Regions from separate parts of the Sorghum bicolor genome. Here region 2 is linked to region 1. Evidence: chromatin contacts called from public HiCAR-type data. All regions are on one chromosome and are shown on one strand. Each heading gives the region's core, a stretch centred on a gene start, on an enhancer-like site or on the middle of the called end of the contact. The rest is flanking DNA. Distances are from core to core; before and after follow the strand shown. Region 1 holds the start of LOC8065035 (protein FAR1-RELATED SEQUENCE 5). Region 2 holds the start of LOC110431173.

Region 1 (4,834 bases), core at 1,637-4,136:
TAATTTAGCATCACAGAATTGAAATAACTAATTGCACCTTACTCGAGAACTACTAAAATGCAATCTTCAATTTATATCATGCCAATTATCAATTCATAAAATACAAGTTCTGCATCACAACATTGAAAGCATGGCCTTCAATACTGCCACAGAATCATGATATGATGCATTACGAAATGCATGAGTCATATAGGCACCACATATATAAAAATCTAGATCTCAGTTTCTAGAAGAAAGCCAACTGGTATCTCCATTACATGTATAACATAAAAAAACTATGGTAAATAAAACCAGGACGAAGCTAAAGCTACCTAAGAGTTCAAGGTCTTATTCTCTGTGGTTGCTATATATCATGTTATTGTGGTTATGAAACTAAACAACAAAAAAACTTAGTTCATTTCCAAATGGATGCAAATGATTCATATGATGGGAGAAAGACTGAAGGCCTCCAGAGTTTCCTTATGTGGTAAGAGTTATATGATAAAAGCATATGTCACTTGGCTAATGCAACTCAATGGAAAATGAAACAATTGGCTACTAAATGCTTGTCAACCACCTGATCAAATTACATCAATCTGCCTTTTCCTTTCGTAAACCAAGACTACTTATCACAACTCATACGGATAGCAGGATATAGTGGCTGGAGATGGATAGAAAGGTGCTCAATTAACAAGTCAGGACCAACAAGTTCCCCTACCAAGCTTCGTAATTATACCTGGGTAATAATCGAGATATGACAACCCGATTGCCTCTGTAACATAGCGCTTTGATGCACTTCGCAAGTGTCTTTGTCTGCTCACAGGCTTCCGGTCAGTGGCTTTTCTCCAAAGCTCTTCGTATTCGTTTTGATCATATGGTTGACTTAAAACAGCATTGAGTTTTTCATCAAATGTAGATGAACCACCGTAACTGATAGCAAGAGGTGTTGCTTGTTCATCTTCACATGCCTGGGCCAAAAGGTAGCTATAGAACAGGCAGCATCATTTGATGAGAACCAGAAATTATGCAAAAGAATCTTACGTTTAAATCAGACGGTTCAGCATAAAGTACAAGGCTACGCTCATCTGTGCAAATAATATCCTGACCATCAATGTTCTCTGAAGAAGGTGCAGCCATTTCATGTTCAGAAGGAATTTCGTTAGCCAGTGCAACCCCATGATCATATCTTTGCATGGTGTAGTCTTCCTCCATGTTTTCAAGTGGAGACACCAAAGGCAGTTCATTTGTGGAACTGCCAGTTCTCCATTCATCATATCCAGCTGGCATATCTTCTTCTCGCTCATATACAATGGTGACACCTGGTTCTGGCTCAATAACCATGAAACCATCCTTGAACTTCACAAGGCTCAGAAATAACTCATAAGATTCATCCACTGATGAGGTCGTGGTCGTCTTCTTTTGCACATATGATCTCTTTGGTGAAAAGGAGTAACTCACATTTCTGCTGGCAGCCTTGACCACTTTTACATCAGGTCGTTTGCCATCTGAAATGCCCGAACTTGTGCGCCGTGAACGGTTGGGAAAATTTGGGCTACTTTTGCCCTTAGTATTTCCATAGGACGTACAATCCTCCTCATACCGTACAGAAAAGGGCAAGCCATGGTCGCCCTTTGGCACATCGACGACATATGTATTCCCATCTCTGCTTAAATGTTCAAGGAAAAGTCTATAACATGGATCTATTTCAGAACCATGTCTACCAATTAGGCTGCTAAACACCTTGCCCTTCTTGCATGATGATCCGTACACAGTTTTCTTGCTCTTCATCACCATATTCCTAGATTCAAGATGGGTTTTCTTAGAAGTGCCACCAATGACTCATTATTGAATGAAGGGGAAAAAAAAAAGGAACACAAAATCAGAGGGCAACAACCAGGCTATTCCTGCATGCAAAATTGCATACTACGGGAACATCATATTGGTAGCCAACAGCATCATGCAATCTAACAAACGATCCAATGTAACCAAATAATTAATGTGATAAAAATGTAAACCTCAATGTATCCTAAATGCCTGACACTTTCCACCCTGAGCTGGGGGAAGTAAATTGGAGCCGATTTATTAAGCATAGAAATACCAAAACCCGGAACCTAAAATTAACCACTTTTTTTCCGTTTCGGTTATTTTGTACGAAATGAGTTTCTAGAACAGGGGTTTCTGTAAATCGCATTTCGGAAACAGAAATGCTCGGTGTTAACCCACACACACTGACGTTTGATGCCGTCAACAGGTAGCAGACTAGCCAGCTACAGTACATAGTAAAGTCACTAAGGAAACGAAGGTCGCATGCAAGTGACTCTGCCTGGGCGATGGAAGAAGAGACGGCACCTGCTTGCCTGCTGCCTGCTGCCTGCTTCCCTGGCGGCGTGACCTGCGCGGCGAGGAGCACAGAGACGGCGGCGTGGCGCGATGCGGCGGCCGATCTAGACGAGCTTGTTGACAAGCCGGCGACGCGGCCGCGGGCGAGGAGGTGACGGCTTGGGGGGCGGTGGGCTGTGGCGAGTGGAGACTGCTCCACCACGGTGACGAACTGTGGGGTGGTGCGGCCGTGCGGGTACGCACAACCCCTTTGCGACGGTGTCGGCTCGAATTAAGTGCTGATTGCCGATAGTTAGCATCAAAAACGGTACGAAATTTTGTTTACATTAGTTTAGTTTAGATCTGTTCGTATCTGAGTCTAAATATTTATATTTAAATTATAACATTTAATCGGTTGACATTATTCGTATTTGAATCTGAATATAGAAACAAATATGATATCAGTAATATTCATCCACATCCGATCTGTTTTCATCCTATATCACGGGCATATCTAAACGAAATGAATTAGTGTTTCTATGGAAAATAATTACAATGTTTTATGGGAGGCAACATATTGTGCCAGCGATGGCTGGCTGCAGTCGCTGGAATCGGTCCGTCCACTCCAATCCCGACGGCTGCAAGGAGACGACCTACTGCATGGTCCTCGGCCCACGAAGAGACGGCCTGGTTGTGTCTTTTTTTTCCTTTCGATGCAGAGGTGTTTATTTGGCGCGGCTCCAGGCTTTTTTGGCGCCAGGTTACAACACTTGCTCATGTTTTGGCGGGAGCTGCCAGGGGAAGGCACAAGGAGATTGTCTTGTCATCCCGTCCTGCGTGCTCAAGTGTCGGCCGACCATCGTCTCATTGCTGTGCATCCTCACGCATGTGCTTAGGTACCTAGGTGCTTAGATTCCAGATTCCATTTTACTCTGATTTGGTTCCTTTTGTCCTCCCTAGTGATTCATTCTATTATTTAGGGTTTGATTCAATGGAAGATCTGCATCATTGAGATGGAAAATCTGCATCAAAACTAAATTTGAATATTAAAGATGGAAGAGAAAAGGTGTGTTACACCATGACTATTCCTTTTTATCCATGAGATCCTATAGTTTTTAAGATTTGTACTTAGCATCACATATAGTATCTTCTATAATCATTAATTTTTATTTGTAGAGAGTGTTTCATTCCTGATGCGTTACCTCAAGTTGGCATGGAATTCAATAACACAAATGAGGCCTGGATGTTTTGGGTTAGTTATGGAGGGAAAAAAGGCTTTGAGGTTAGAAAAAGGTACACAAACAAAAGAAAGTCAGATGGAAAGATTACATCCTACAGATTTGTTTGTGCAAATCAGGGTCATAGAGTGAAAGATAAAAGAAATCGTATAATAAAGTCTCCAAGAGCAGAAACTAGAACCGATTGTGGAGTTCTCATGAGTCTTGTACTGGACCGAGAGAAGGGAAATTATAAAGTGACCGATGTGATTTTGGAACACAATCACATCCTTCAGTTGCCACAAGCTTCACATTTGTTGGCGTCCCAGAGAAAAATCTCAGAGCTACAGGGTTTTGAAATTGAGACGGCTGACAATGCAGGAATTGGGCCCAAAGCTGCACATGAGTTGGCTTCCATCCAAGTTGGTGGCTCACATAATCTCAGCTACACTCTTCGAGACCACAAGAACTATTTAAGGGCCAAGCGCCAACGTGAGATGGCATATGGTCAAGCTGGAAGCATGCTTAGTTATTTTCAAGAAAAAATTGCCGAGAACCCATCATTCCAATATGCATTGCAAATGGACCGAGAAGAACAAATAGCTAACATTTTTTGGGTTGATGCTAAAATGCTCACTGACTATGCATATTTTGGTGATGTTGTCAGCTTTGATACTACTTTTGGAACAAACAAGGAGAGTAGGCCTTTTGGAGTATTTCTTGGGTTCAATCATTTTAGGCAGACTGTAGTTTTTGGTGTCGTTCTCATGTATGATGAGACATTTGAGTCCTTCAAATGGCTATTTGAGACCTTCCTAAACGCACATAATGGCAAGCAACCAAAAACAATATATACTGACCAAGATGCAGCAATGGGAAAGGCTGTTAAGGAGGTCTTTTTAGAATATTGGCATGGTCTATGTGTTTTTCATATTATGCAGAACGCTGTTAGGCATCTCGCTGAACGTGACGATGAAGAATCAGATACTCCTCCAAAAAGAAAGAAAAAAGACAACAAGGAAGAACCAAAAGAACCAAGTATTCTCGCAGATTTTAGTGCATGCATGTATGAGTACGAAGATGAAGAAACATTTCAAGAAGCATTTAACACTCTGAGGAGAAAGGCCAACAAGCAAACTTGGTTGGATAGTATATATAAGTTTAGAGAACAATGGGCTGCTTGTTATATGACTAATGTGTACACATTAGGAATGAGGAGTACTCAATTGAGTGAGAGTTTTAATAGTGAGTTGAAGCGACATTTCAAATCAGATTTTGATATCATTCGATTCCTTAAGCATTTTGAAAGGGTTGTGGAA
Region 2 (4,834 bases), core at 767-3,266, 240 kb after region 1:
TATAGTTAAGAATAACTTAGGAAATATTCTTGTAGTTCGTTCTAATACCATGCTAATGACTTTCTAGAGTATCTAATTGAGGTGCTTATCATATTTATTATGTGGCTAGATCAGATTAGTTATCCTTGTCACTATTATTATTTCATATATCTTTTATGTGACACTTATCCCTGTATGAAGAGTTAGATATAATGTTCTCAATTATACATGCAATGATAGATGCTCAATCTCATATTCTATTCTGTAATCAATAGTGATAATTGCTAATCCCTTCCCAGTGGTAAAAATATAAATAACGATACCCGGAATACTTCCCGGTTAAAATGCTGCATCGGTATTAATCTGTGCGCTTGCAGATCCCATTCATTATTTATTTAGAAGAGCAATTGCATATTTCAATACCGCATCTCTTATATCATGCTGGGGATGACAACTTGGCTTAAGTGGTGTGAGGGATAGGTTTGGCATTTTTGGCACCGTTACTAGATTTAGAGAACTTAGTCTACTTTTGGTAATGATGTTAAGAATACCCAACACACATGACCCAATCAATTTCTAGATTTCTAAAGAAATTATATTTTCTTTTGTATAACTATAGAGGTCCATCAGTAATAAACCGTCACTTAAACTTTTGTTCTAGTTTCGCCCATGTGGATACCAGTGGCTCGACCACCATGATGGCAGTATGTTCACCATCGGAACACTTGATCAGAACATGGGCATAGCCGCATAGGAGGAAAGGAAGCACAGCTGCTAGCGGTGCCAACCCTGGAGAGGTGTCAAGGGTGCGATGGCCAAGGGCCCATGGGACTGAGGGGCTAGGCCCAGGTATACAATACAGAGACCCCTACTCCCCCCGCTGTGTAGTCTTTAGTAGTTTAGTATGTATACGCGAGCACCGTAACCCGTAGTAGCCGAAGAGGCAAAGACATGGACTCACGGAGCCACCGTGGACTCGTGTCTCACGGATACACAGAGCAAGCTGGCAATCGGGGCAGAGCACTCTATGGCGGATTCTAGACTCGACGACAACGCAATCACTCGACTAGGCAATCTGCAGGCTGCAGCCGATCATCACTGTATCAGTTCATCAGCCAATCAGGCCCTAGCCTGTAGGTATTTTTTTCCTTCATCATTTTCTTAATCCAAATTAAGTATTTGAGACTTCTAGTACTTGGTACTCATATAGTTATATTTTTCTTCGAATTTAGGTGTTAGAATCTTAAAAATAATACTAAAAACATTTGTCAGGGGCTCAGAAAAGAAAACGAAAAAACTAAAAGATCAATTTATTGAATTTTAAAAAGGTGTTATACATAATTTTTTAGCTTCAGGCGGTGTTGTGTCTGATTATAATCCTGTAGATGCACTTGATATTGAAGAACAAAGACAAAAGCAAGTTAATGATAATTTAAGTGGACAAGTTGATGCCAATGATAATGCCACAGAGAATGAAGATTAACAGTCTTTCTCTCAACCTGAAAATTCAATTGATGATGCTCAAAAAGCTTTTATTTATGATGTATTTATTTATTCTAAAACTTGGGGAAATCTTGATAATAAAGGTAGATATATATTAATTCAAAAAGGGACCCATGAGAGAATTGAGTGTTGGGTTTCTTATACATGCTCTTAATACTTGGGAAAATTTATAGATGTTTTATATATGGTCTAGAGGGATCGTGGCGGTGAGTTTGTGAGAGGGCTTTCAAAATCATAGGACCGACACTGCTGCTAGTTGGGGGAAGGAGCTTTTTACATGTATGCCATTATAAAAGATTGACCAAACCAGGAGGCCACTAAAAAATTGTTTCGCACCGCTGTGTCCAACTTCATCTTCGACTATACCCGTGTGCCATTTCGTTGCCATTCTGTTCGTTTTGTAACGTTTAAGGGGTCTGACACGTGGGTCCTGGGTAGAAAAATGTCCTTTTTGCCCTTCCCGTCCATAGACCACACGCTGCCGTGCTCGTGTTGCTCTCCCTGGCCGCTGACGTTGCGGGCCCGCCAACGTGGATGCGCTCCCAGACGCTGCGGCTCCTGCTCGCTGACTGCACTCAGTGCTCGGCTGCTGGCGCGGTTCGCAACACGAAAAAAAACAAAGTTTTAGCAGACAGGCAGAAGAAAGGTACGTATTGTAATCCTGTGATCCTGCCAGGACGGAACGTTTTGCATTTTAAGACCTTGTTTAGGCCTTATTTAGATGCGAAAAGATTTTGGATTTCGTTACTGTAGCATTTTTGTTTGTTTGTGTGAAATATTATCTAATTATGGATTAACTAAAATCAAAAGATTCGTCTCGCGATTTACACTTAAACTATGCAATTAGTTTTTATTTTCGTCTATATTTAATGCTTCATGCATGTGTCGAAAGATTCGATGTGACAGGGAATCTTGAAAACTTTTTGGTTTTTGGGTGAACTAAACAAGGCTTTAGTTGGCAAAAATTTTGCATTTTGAGAACCGTAACACTTTCGTTTGTTTATGGCAAATATTATCTAATCATAGACTAATTAGGGTCAAAAGATTCATCTCACGGTTTACAGACAAACTGTGTAATTAGTTTTTGTTTTTGTCTAAATTTAATATTCTATGCATGTGCCACAAGGTTCGATATGATAAAAAATCTTGAAATTTTTTGGGAGCCCAGAATCTGCACGGATCACGGGGTCATATTGTGATTCATTTAGTTCAAAAAATTTACAAATTTTTTTCAGATTTTTCATCAAATTGAATCTTTAGACGCATGTATGGAGCATTAAATATAGACGAAAATAAAAACTAATTACATAGTTCACTCATAATTTGTGAGACGAATCTTTTGAACCTAGTTAAGTCATGATTAGACAATATTTGTCAAATACAAACAAAATTGCTACCGTGTCCATTTTGCAAAAAAAAAAAACTAAACAAGGTCTAATATGGTCTTTTTTTTGTTTTGTCACACAAGGGAAAAATCACTGAGATAATTAATTAATTTGACTAAGCACCAGAGGGAAGGAAAAAAAAACTGGCAGACAGTGGCACTAGGGAAAAGAAGATTTTGTTGTCGACACCAATTGGCCCAGGGGCATTCAAGTCAAATGCCAGACCACTTAACTGCCGTTAGACTTCAAAATGGACGAAATGGCATACGGGTATAGCCGAAGATGAAGTTGGATACAGCGATGCGAAACAACTTTTTAATGGCATCCTGGTTTGGTCAATCTTTCATAATGACATACAGCTAAAAACCTCTGGGGGAAGGGAGTGGAAGTAGATCTGAGCAGCTGCACGGTTGTACCGCCTTTCTATTGAGTTGCTATCAGCCAAGTGGCTCTGCTTGATTAGTTGCATCGACCAGAGATACAGAAGCTGCTGTGGAGTTATGGTGAGTCTGAGTCCTAGTTGATCCATTTTCCAGTGTTGCCTTTGTAACTTATTTACAAATAACAAAGTCTTTTAAATGTAATGTGAATCCTTGACCTTGATTTTATTTCAATATGGTGTACAGGTGACTTAAGATGTGCAAACTGACATTCGCCTGAATGTTACCGTAATGACAGGAAAGAGGGACGGAACTGTGCTCAGTCATCATAACTTGAGTACATGCGTTTATATCAATAAAATGAGTGTTGTGATTCTTTGTTACGTTCTATAAATAGCTTGTAATCGGTTGAAATAACTCAGCAGTTTTCGGATTCCACTATGCCATTTTTTTTCCTGGTCCGATGTTACCATAATGCGATGGTAGGACTCTCCTGCAAGTCATCAAGGATGGCCGCCTCCTCCTTCCTAATCCTAGCTGGGCTTTTCATTTCATGCAGATGGGCTCCAGTAGCCCTACAGCCATGGACCCTACCCAACCACAGCCTAAAGTTTCAACTGGGCCGAGCCCAACGATCGGCTTGGGTGGGTCTCTCTCTTCGACGAGATATCGCCGGCCGCCGCTTCACGGTGTGCCCCCCGCACCGCACCCCCCCCCCCCCCCCCCCCCCTCCTCGCCGCCGACTCGCGCGACCAAGCGACAGAGCCCATGGCCGGCCGCCGTCACCGCCCACCGCCGCCGCAGCCGACGAGCGCGTCCGGCGTCGGAACCGTGACGAACCCGCACTGCAGGATCCCGCCGCTCTCAGTCTCAGGTCCGTACACCCTGAATTTCCCAAATCCTCGATGGGTTCCATTATTTGTCTGTGTCTTTGGTTGGTTGGATATTGAGCCGAACCGAAGCAAATGGAGAGCCTTGTATTTCACGTGCATCATGCAATGGCCTCCCTGTTGCTGCGATCCGTTGACAGCTGCATCCCCGATCCTTCATGTCATTCAGTTTCTAATAAGCATTATTCAGTACCATTTTTCTGTTCGGTTCAGAAAGACCATCCTTGGCTCAAAGCCTCAAGCACAAAGCTTGCCTCTACGTATAACCAGAAAGCCTCCACTGAGTACCCTTGGTCAATCAAGCAGGCCTTCCATGGGTGGCTGGGTTTCTAGAATTCAGAAGGACGCAGAGCACTTCAGTTGTAGCTGCTCGTCGATCAAATAACACCTGGAGTGATCCTTGCTGGTCTCGCGAATAGTGATCTGCTGTTAGTTAGGGCATGGTCATCACTAAATTCAAGATCATAATGTGCCGGAGGAAAAAAAAAAAGTCCAGCATGTCATTGTGCTCTCGGTCGAGTAATGGAATGCAGATGTTAAATTTCTAATATGGTTTACATATGGGGTTAGTTTTGGCATTGCAAGCTGGTTTTGAAGTTGTTTGTTATGGTATTTGGGATGTAGAGAATAGCGGGAGATCTCGATTAATTTCTGCACTATATAGTGATTGAGCTATGTTCTGATTCCTGCACTTGGT

The links. HiCAR-type assays count read pairs that join an accessible place to other places.
Region 2: a HiCAR-type map of leaf shows a contact between it and region 1, with 9 times the contacts expected there. The contact joins the promoter of LOC110431173 here to the promoter of LOC8065035 in region 1.

What each region holds. Positions count from the first base shown.
Region 1 is chr10:51,086,111-51,090,944 of Sorghum_bicolor_NCBIv3, forward strand. LOC8065035 (protein FAR1-RELATED SEQUENCE 5) reads left to right here and starts at 2,887. Exons shown (of 5, transcript XM_002437151.2): 1 at 2,887-2,988; 2 at 3,812-4,664; 3 at 4,825-4,834. The coding sequence starts at 2,887. LOC8079312 reads right to left here and starts at 2,571. Exons shown (of 6, transcript XM_021450418.1): 1 at 2,329-2,571; 2 at 1,021-1,777; 3 at 716-947. The coding sequence starts at 1,773.
Region 2 is chr10:51,327,196-51,332,029 of Sorghum_bicolor_NCBIv3, forward strand. LOC110431173 reads left to right here and starts at 2,017. Exons shown (of 3, transcript XM_021449890.1): 1 at 2,017-2,128; 2 at 3,734-4,121. The coding sequence starts at 2,017.